Regions from separate parts of the Hordeum vulgare genome. Here region 1 is linked to region 2. The links are chromatin contacts, called in public Hi-C maps. All regions are on one chromosome and are shown on one strand. Each heading gives the region's core, a stretch centred on a gene start, on an enhancer-like site or on the middle of the called end of the contact. The rest is flanking DNA. Distances are from core to core; before and after follow the strand shown.

Region 1 (5,472 bases), core at 7-2,506, 490 kb before region 2:
CAATGGTATTATGTTTGCACGAAACAGTAAAACAGCAAGCAGAGCGGACAAAACTTATCAGTGTACCTAAATCATCAAACTCGCGGTCAAGCAGAGCAAGTTGGAGTCTAAGGCTTTGCAACCGGCCTCTCGAAGCAAGAGCTATGGTTGGCGGGACATGCACCCGCAACTCAGTGCGTCCAAGGAAGCCGTTGGCGTCTGCAGCATGAGCTTGTGCCTGCGCTTGGAGCTGCTGGCATGTAGCGTACATTCTAAGGCTGGTGGCCAATAGGAACACACCTAAGACCATCCAAAGCTACAAAAAGAAACGGTTCCGAGCAATCCGACAAAAGTTATTAAATTACTCCATGAAGCTTCATAAGCATAATAACACATGAATAACCACATTGTGCATGAACAACTAACCAAAAAGTTCGGAGACATCTGGTGTGAGCTCAGTACCATGAACAGAACAAGAACTGGCCAAGAGAAATCAGCCGACCATATATGTTAGCTAAAAACACTAATAGTTAATAGCTTACAGATAACTGGTTGTACACACAACACACCCACATTACCAGTTACAAGAAAAGCTAAGGAATTGCTGTTCACCGGCCGCCCCCCGGCATGAATCCGCTGTACACAAGCACACAAGTGAATGGATCAGATATTTTAGAGCAGCAAATCTATTCTACGTTGAAATGCCGAATCATTTCAGCCGAAATGCGCAGAGCAGAAATTTACCATGGCACGGCGCTCCGTGGCGAACCCTGGGAAGCCACCGGCCTCGATGTCGGCCCTGCTGCCCCGGAACACAAAGCTCATGGTGTCCACCGGCCACCACCACCACCACCACCACCAGGTGTAAGATGGGTTCCAAAGCAGCGCCTTCCTTCCCCTCGCGGCAACAAAAACTTTGACTAGCCCACGCAGCAGCGCCCACTGAAACCGAAGAGGACACCGAGAATGTAAATCGAACAAGCGGCGGAAAGCGACGCCCCAACCGAAACTGCAATTTCTGGAATCCCGGCGGTCCCAACGCGGAAAACGCCCGGATGACCCTGAAGCTTCCGGAAGCTTCGTCGGGCAGGTGCGCGAATTCAGGGCCCAATCGGGAGAAGCAGGGAAAAATTCGGCGAGAGGAGCGGGATTTCCAGGAGGGCACGTACCTGATCGGAGAGGCCTGTTGAGCCGGCGTTTGCTCGCGCGAACGAGGGTAGCGGCGGGGAATGGGGAAAAGGGGGAGAGCAGTAGAGAAGAAGAGCTCGAGAGCGAAAAAGGCGTTTTTTATTTTTGGCGGTTTCAGATCGTGTGGGTCGTGGTGGTGGAAGGTGCGTGGCCTCATCTTAGACCGTCCACATGATGATGACCGTATGATCTTGGAGCAATTCTAGCCGAATCATCAAAATAATTCAAAACTGTTTTTTTTTACGTATGGAGCGCGAACAAAAAAAATCATCTATAACAAATTATTCATGTGTAGGAAGCTTCATGGAGGCGGGAGGGGTGGCGGGGGATTTGAAGCACGTTACTCGAGTACTAAATTTGGGTAAATTAATTTAAATCGGAGGGAGTACAAAACTTCCGGTACTTGGTCGAGGATATTTTCTCTCCAACTCTCCCTTCACACCATCCTTTCGTCGTCGGCAAGTCTCCATCGGCACCACGGTTGGACGTTGACAAGTCACCATAGCCATGGCGGTTTTGACGTCGGCGTGTGCTTGTTGTCCCCTTCCTATTTCTGACACTATCTACCTCAACCATCGTTATCGAGATACACTACTGTCGTGTTGGATGTCTCCGACAACGCATCGTCATGGCTCACGCTCCTCAAGATAAGCTCAAATGCAAGCATCGAGGAATCCGTAGACACAAACGAGATAGCGAGCTACCCCGTGCAGATAAGGAAAGCGCAAGCGGGTGGCTCCCTTGTGTACAATCAATTGATTAAATCTAGAAGAGGGTTGAATAGACTATAAGAAATAAAGTGGATTGTTTCCTATTTTTAGCTTCCCTTCCAATTTTAAACTTTCATATGGCATTCTATCCGCTCCTCCCACGCGCATATGCAAGTCTACAAGAGCATATGTACTGGGAAGTGAAGACTTGAAAGAATAGAAATAATAATGTAGTTAGAGGAATGCAAATATGGGGTGGCTCGACGAAGAATTTTCCCGTGGTTCAGATAGTCAATGCTATCTTAATCTTCGTTGAAGGAGACTACGGTCCACGAAGGATCTAAGATCACAAGGATCAAGATCACAAGTTCTAGGAAGGAACTAGTACGCGAGTGCCAATCACCCACTAATGGTTCATGAAGGAGCAACCAACCTATACCACCATGGTGTACGTCCATGAAGGACTAGTCTCATTCGTGGTAGACCTTCACACTAGACGATCTCCAAGCGCTTACGGTCATCTTTGATTCTTCAAAAACTTGAAAACTCCCAAGCACCTAGCTTATCTAGGAGGCACACACTCTCCAATAGTAATAAGATTGAAGTTGATCAGTGATGAATCTTGTTCTAATGTGCTTCAAAAGATAATCACATCCACACTCAAACTTCCTCAAGATTAGTGAACTAATATGATAAGTGGGAGCATATGTAGGTAGGACTAGAAATCCGACTATTACACACACTTTAACATAGCTCAGATGCTCCAAGTGATCTCCTCGGAATCACGGAACAAAGCTAAAGATGCCAACTTTCAAACAACTCAGATGGTTCAATCGATGCCATTCAGATCCTTCGAGTGTACTGTTGCAGTAGTAGCACACTCTATTACCATTTCAGAAATTTTGAGCAAAGAGCTTCAGAAATTCTGAGAGGGCAATAGAAAGTTTGCGAGAAGCCCTGGTGGTTCCGATTGGAGTAGTTGGCAGCTCTGAAGTTGTAGAGTTTGCAACGGATACATCTAGATGAACTTCATGGTGATTTCGATTAGAAGAGCTTGGAAGCTCCGAAGTATGGAAGTGTAGGTACATATAGTGGGCGGGGGTGAAAGCTTTTCTTAGAGCATTAAAGTTTTATCTTTAAGCATGATGGCCCACAAGTATAGGGGGTCAATCGTAGTCCTTTCGATAAGTAAGAGTGTCGAACGCAACGAGGAGCGGAAGGAAATGACAATTAGTTTTCAGCAAGGTAATTTCTACAAGCACTGAAATAGCGGAAACGAGTTGTTTGATAGCAAGATAAGTGTAAAAAATGACAAGTAGCAATAGTAACAACAGGTCCAACACGGTAGCCCAATCCTTTTGTGGCAAAGGATATGCCAAAACAATTTCTTATAATAGGCAAAGCGTTCTTGAAGCACTTCTCCCATTGCAAGAATTACCAATCTAGTTGGCCAAACCAAACCAATAATTCGAAGAGACTTGCAAAGATATGAAATCATGCATATAAGAATTCAGAAGAGACTCAAATAATATTCATAGATAATCTGAACATAAATTCACAATTCATCGGATCTCGACAAACACACCGCAAAAGAGTATTACATCGGATAGATCTCCATGAAGATGAAGAACATGGTATTGAAGATCAAAGAGAGAGAAGAAGCCATCTAGCTACTAGCTATTGATTCGTAGGTCTGTGGTGAACTACTCACATATCATCGGAGGGGCAATGGAGTTGATGTAGATGCCATCCGTGATCAATTCCCTCTCCGACAGATTACCGGAAAAGGCTCTCAGATTGGATCTCTCGGGAACAGAGGCTCCCGACGGCGTATAAGTATTTCCGTGGCTCTTTTTGGCGATACGGGAATATTTCAGAATTTATAGGCCAAATAATAGGGTTAGGAGACCTGCAGGGGGCACAAGCCAAGGGGCGCGGCCACCCCCCCCCCCCCAGGGCGCACCATGCAGGCTTGTGGCCTCCCGACAGATGTCCTGCCCCCTACTCCAAGTCTCCTGGGTGTCTTTTGGTCCAAGAAAAATCTTTCCGGAGATATTGTTCTGTTTGGACTCCGTTTAATATTCCTTATCTGCAACATTCAAAAACGTGGAAAAAACAGAAACTGGCACTAGGCTCTAGATTAATAGGTTAGTCCCAAAATAATACAAAACAACATATAAATGCATATAAAACATCCAAAACAGATAATATAATAGCATGGAACAATCAAAAATTATAGATACGTTGGAGACGTATCAATTTCGTCGGAGGAACTTCCCTCCCGAAGGGGGAAATCAAGGCCATCGTCATCACCAACAACCCTCTCATCTTGAGGAGGCCAATCTCCATCAACATCTTCGCCATCACCATCTCCTATCAAAACCCTAGTTCATCTCTTGTACTCAATATTGTATCGAAACCTCGGATTGGTACCTCGGGTGTGTCTAGTAGTGTTAATTACATCTTGTAGTTGATGCTTTATGTTTTACTTGGTGGAAGATCATATGTTCAGATCCATTATGCTATTCAATACCTCTCTAATCATGAACAAGTTTATCACTTGTGAGTAGTTACTTTAGTTCTCGAGGCCACGGGAGAAATCATGTTGCAAGTCATCATGTGAAGTTGATATTAGTTTGATATTTTGATGATATGAATGTTGTGATTCCCTTAGTGGCAACTACATAACACTTCACCATATTTTGAGCCTAAGGGAATGCATTGTGGAGTGTAATTAGAGGGTGGGTTGCGAGAGTAACAGAAACTTACACCCCAGTCTATGCACTACTTCGTAAGGGGCTGATTTGTATCCCTAGGTTTAATGTTATGGTTAGAATTTATTCTTAATACTTTTCTCGTAGTTGCAGATGCTTGCAGGAGGGTTAATCATAAGTAGGAGGTTTGTTCAAGTAAGAACAAAACCCAAGCACCGGTCCACCCACATATCAAATTATCAAAATACCAAACGTGTATTAATCCAACATGATGAAAGTGACTAGATGAAATTCCCATGCGCCCTCAAGAACGCTTTGCCTATTATAAGAAATTTTTCTGGCCTGTCCTTTGCCACAAAAGGATTGGGCTACCTTTCTGGACCTACGATTACTATTGCTACTTGTCACTTGTTACAATTATCTTGCTATCAAACAACTTGTTACCACTATTTCAGTGCTTGCAAAAATTACCTTGCTGAAAACCGCTTGTCATTTCCTTCTGCTCCTTGTTGGGTTCACACTCTTACTTATCGAAAGGACTACGAGTGTCGCCCTATACTTGTGGGTCACCAAGACTCTTTTGTGGCGCCATTGCTGGGGAATGAAGTGCCTTTGGTAAGCGGAATTTGGTAAGGGAAAATTTATATTACATGGTGAAATTTACTGTTACTTGTCACTATGGAAAGTAATCCTTTGAGGGGCTTGTTCGGGGTATCTTCACCTCGACCGGAAACACCAAGAGTTGTCCCTCAACCTGCTGCACCCACTAAAAATCTTTAGTACGAAATTCCTTCAAGTATGATAGAGAAACTGCTAGCTAATCCATATGCAGGAGATGGAACAAAACATCCCAATATGAACCTAATATATGTGGACGAAGT
Region 2 (5,073 bases), core at 859-3,358:
TACTTCAAGATAAATGCAGTGTATGGAATCCAGCCCAGACATGAACTTGGAAAACAGCAGCTCGCAGAAATTTTATACATACATGAAGAAAGGAACAGAGAACTCCATTTCAACATCCATTTTGGACATGCCACAAACTGTTAATTGTTGCGATGGAAATACAATGACAGAATATCAACTTACTAATACGGTAGATGTCTCTTCATTAACCACTTCACTCAGATTTTGTTTCTCTATCTTGCAAATGAAAACATTACTTTGTTTCGCTATCTTGCAAATTGAAACGTTATTTTGTTTCACCGGAACCGTCCTCACACTAGTTGAATTCATGGAAGAAATCAATCTAGATCGGTATCTCAATGTTACAGACATAATACTTGAATCGGTACAGCATCCAAAACCTATAATGGACTTATTTTGTTTCTCTATCTTGCAAATGAAATCATTAGAGTCCATCATGGTAGACGGAACATAAAAAAATAATAATCAAAACATCACTTGTATGGTGTACGGGCCATCCTATTTAGCAGCCCAAGATTCAACCAATTACAAGCGATTTAATAGCCGTTGTTACGAGTTATGACCGATCCAAGGATATCTTATGTTGAAATAAAAGAGGCTTAGCCAGAGGTATACCAATAAAAATAGAAGTACTCAATTATATTGAAATTTCATGTATGGGACCAACATACTGCAAAATCGAAATTTATCTTGAACGAATCCAGTATATGCACAAACAATACAGAAGTGAGAACACGAATTGTTCTCCTTGCCTACAATATTGCCAGTGATTGATTCCCCCCATAATTCACTCCTATTGCATTCTTGAAGGCTTGGGCTTGTTCTTCCTGATTTGCTATCAAATTTCATTTCTGAGTTGTTTGCTCGTGGCCAACTCTAAATTCTTAAAACAAGACAAAAGGGGGGGAATGCAAGCCCTTCATTTACATCAAACTAACCAAGAATTCATCACCTGGGTCTCCTCCTTATACTAACTCCTACTTATTCACCACTATCATCAATTGAAAGTGAGTTACCAGGAAGAACATTGCTCAGCCACTACGGGCCTGCGAGGAACTCTCAGGCCGGCCGCCCCGGCCAAAGCACCCAAACAGGTTCCTAAATACACGGCGAATCCGACCTTCGCCGCCGTCCACCTGGCCTTCTCCTTCTGGCCATGTCACCCGCCTCGGCCCGACGCCGTTGCTGAAACCCCCATCCAGCTCCGTGTAGACAACCGGCAGTTGCTCTCTGGGCCCGCCGGCGAACCTCCCAACAGCAAATCCGCCGCGGGGGAGTCGCCAGATGGTGAGCCCGGCGTCCGCCTCCGCCTCAGGCACGGCCGCCGCCGGAAGCTCGCTGCGGCAGATGGGGCAGGAGTTGCGGAGGGAGAGCCAGGGGAGGATGCAGTCCTGGTGGTAGACGTGCTTGCACGGCATCTCCCGAGCCGCGGCGCCGGGCTCGAAGGCCTCCTGGCAGACCGCGCAGTGGGCGCCGGCTCCCCCGGCGACGGTCACGGAGGGCATCGACTCGACCGCGGCCTTGGACGCCGGCGGGCGCGGCGCGGCCGCCTCGAGCCTGGAGAACTGGTCGAGCAGGCGGTGGAACCCGGAGCCCATGAGGAGGTGCGAGACGTCGCCGGGCAGCGGCCGCAGCCCGTCGCCGGAGCCGTCCTCGTAGTAGAGCTCGAAGCCGGAGAGCGAGCCGCCCCGCAGCACGATCACCGGGTTCATGGCCCCGCGCCGGCCGCTGCCGCCGCCGCCCCGCGGCGGCGGCGGCTGGGGGAACTGCTCGAGGAAGCCGCCGTCGCAGTCGGGGCAGACGACGGTGGCCGGGGAGACCCGCACGAAGCGGCTGCAGTGGTAGCACCAGTAGGAGACAGGGGACGACGCCATCGGGAGCGGTCTAGCAAGAGCCCCCTCCGAGAAATCCCCCGGACGGTCAGCTCCGACGGCGGCCGCGGGCGCGGATCGGACGGGCGGCCGAGCGATGGCGCGGATCTGGGGAGCTCGGGACGCCGGAATCCCCAAATCGATTTTCGAATTGGGGGTTTCGGGCAGGCAGCGGGGGAGGAGACCTGGAGAGGGAGAGGGGAGAGGGGAATTGCGTGGTGGGTGAGTGGGTGGTTTCGTTTTTATGTGGGACGGCGCACTCTCTCGCGGCGGTGACGTCGCTGGTGACGGCGACGCCACGCGGGCTTGCCGCGACACGCGAGCGCCAGTGGGTGGTGTCACGGCGTTAAGCGGATGCGTTACGTTGACCGGTCAGCTGGGCGGGGAGTCAAAGCCTCAACAAAGCAAAGGGGGAGGAGAGCGTTCGGCGCTGCCCCCCGCCCGGAGAGGCGATTCTCTTCTGTTTTTTTTTTTTTGGGTCGGTGCGCCGGTCAAGATTTTCGGCCGGCCGCGCGCGGGCCGCAGGATCCATCAACCCCGCGTCGTCCGCACCGTTGGATTCGCATGCAACATTTTCCTTTCTATGCAGCAAAATTTCAATGTCATGCAGCAATTTTTTCAACGGTTGCAACAAAAAACAAAATTTGTAACAAAAACAACATTCTGATTATTACTTTATTTTTTTAAGTGAAAAACAGCAAGGTCCTCGAATATTCCATTTCTAGAACCCGAGCTTATCTGATCTCGATGAACAGTAAAATAAAAATAAAAAATCACAAAAATCTAAATACTACATCACATACTATTCACAGACAGACCAGTTGAGCTTGGAGCAATTTAGCCGCTCTCCAAGATCCTTTTCTTTTCATTTATAAATACTGCTACACGGTACATATGCTACTCTTTCGTTGACGTGCCCACACGTTATTTTTGTCCGATCTTCGTAGGTTTGGCAGCACAAAAGTACTACGCACTAGTGGCGGCACTCAAAGAATCAAACCAAATTCAGTTTTAAGACATAGAGAAATAGGACTTTGTCTTGTACACGTCGTAGAATTCAAGGGAGGAACGAGCGCATGCTCCCTTTATCGATTCCCCTTTCCGATGCGTTCTTCCTGTCTTCTGGTATGCCCACCGCACCGTTGCTCGTCTCGCCGCATGGCATGTGTTCCCGGACCAGAGACGATTCACGGCCCCGGTGCTTTTCTGCGCGTGGTCACCATTGCAGCAACAACTCCCCACTTCCGCTCGCTTTTGATTCTCATCGCATCGCAGGAGAAAAAGATGAAACTGCCCATCGGTTGTACGTAGTGGATGCTCCTGGCCTCCCGGGTCGACGCTGAGGTCAAAGGTCTCATGCTCCTGTAATGACCGCCTCAGTTTCTTAACCACTCACTGGAAAAAAGCAGTAACGGAGTGGTAATAAGAGCATGGTTAACAGTATAACCAACTGCTGGCTATAACCAATCTTATAGCCCATCTTATAGATGGCTTGTACAATAGTTAGTTATAAAAGAGTACTAATTTTATCATATATGGCTCACCTTTCATTCTCACAAAGCATCTAGGAGCACGTGCTAGAGCTGGCTCTTCACGAAGAGTCTGTTTCCCTTCTCTCTCCTCTTCTCTCTCATCCAACTAAGGGGGTGTTTGTTTCCAGGAACTTTTTGATGTAGGGACTAAAAAAGTCCCAAAAAGTCACATATGAAACAAACACGAGGGACTTTTAGGGATTAAAGTGGGGTGTTTGGGACTATTTAGAGAAGTACCTGTGAGAGGGACTTTTTGGGACTTTTTCCTACCCTGCCCATCGCATCGCGTTATCCACTCGCTTGTCTCCTCCAGCCGCTCGCGTCTCCCACCTCGGCCGCCGCCGCCAGTTCCCTCGCCCGCCGCCGCCGCCAGTTCCCTCGCCGCCGCTGCCGCCAGTTCCCTCGCCCGCCGCCGTCGCCGCCAGTTCCCTCGCCCGCCGCCGCCGCCAGTTCCCTCGCCGCCGCTACCGCCAGTTCCCTCGCCCGCCGCCGCCGCTGCCAGTTCTCTCGCCCGCCGTCGCCGCCAGTTCCCTCGCCCGCCGCCGCCGCCGCCAGTTCCCTGGCTCGCTACCGCCGCCGCTGCCAGTTCCCTCGCTCGCTGCCGCCGCCGCTGCCAGTGCGCTCGGCCGCCACCACCGGCGCCATGGATGAAGACGACGAGACGCAGCTCCCCTCTCCGTTCCGCTCGCATCAACCAGCAGCTTCTCCTTGACGAACATGCCGTCCATGGTCCTCCTTCGGCTGGCCCTGGTCGTGGTAGGTCAAGGGTAACATGGTCTTTTTACATGTCATTTAATGACCTCTAGTCCCTGTTTAGTCTCTGAAAACAAACGGGTAGGGACTAGGGACTTTTAAGTTGGGACTAAAAAAAGTCCCGGGACTTTTAAAACAAACAGGCCCTAAGCAAAAATATAATATTTTAATTTGTACAGCCTGCTGACTGTAACTTATTATACTTGCTCTAATAACCATACTTAACCGCAGATAACTTATTATACTTGCTCTAATAACCATACTTAACCGCAGATGTTTCGAGTGGTTGTGGTCAGCGTGGCCGCAACCAGGCCAGGTGTCAAGAAACGAGGGAGGTTTGACATGTGCAGGTGTGCCAAGTCCGTGTCAGGAAAGGGGGTGAGAATAGATCCATAGAACCAACAAAGAAACTTCAGATGATATATGTACGTCATGATCAACAGAAAACACTATTCCATGCCTGCTGCCGGAGAGGAGAGGGCTGACAAGAAGCTTCATCCCCATACCTCACGGTCATGCATGGGGCCATGATCGCTGTTGATGTAGAACTACTATTATCACAAGCAATAAAAAAAGAATTCCAATTTTCAACTCCCACTACCAGTATACATACCCATTACATACATGTACACACATGGGCTCGGTTCATGTGCCTATCCAATCCGAGGGTGATGTGTTGGCTTAGAAGAGTGGCCGCAATTCACATATCAGTACATCAAAATCACCTAACAAGATGCCTTGTCCAGAAAGAAAGAAAAATACAGTATATATTTGTTCAACCCAACGTCCAACATGCACGCATATGATGCACACCATGATGTATCCATGATTGTGCAACCGCTTCCTTTCCGGGTTCCGCTGAGGCTACACATGTAGTACATGCGCCACCGCCCATG

The links. Hi-C and Micro-C count contacts between places; a contact is called where the count stands out from the background.
Region 1: a contact with region 2 is called in a Hi-C map of seedling, with 4 times the contacts expected there. The contact joins the promoter of LOC123449030 here to the promoter of LOC123449031 in region 2. A contact is called at or near these places in 4 of 6 Hi-C or Micro-C datasets (leaf and seedling) and 1 of 1 datasets of contacts at active chromatin or transcription factors (embryo).

The regions. Positions count from the first base shown.
Region 1 is chr4H:478,323,584-478,329,055 of MorexV3_pseudomolecules_assembly, forward strand. It overlaps LOC123449030 (E3 ubiquitin-protein ligase SDIR1), which reads right to left and starts at 1,257. Exons shown (of 9, transcript XM_045126094.1): 1 at 1,149-1,257; 2 at 724-921; 3 at 558-615; 4 at 406-458; 5 at 67-295. The coding sequence starts at 804.
Region 2 is chr4H:478,811,190-478,816,262 of MorexV3_pseudomolecules_assembly, forward strand. It overlaps LOC123449031 (E3 ubiquitin-protein ligase RDUF2-like), which reads right to left and starts at 2,109. Exons shown (of 1, transcript XM_045126096.1): 1 at 690-2,109. The coding sequence starts at 1,895. The coding sequence ends at 1,053.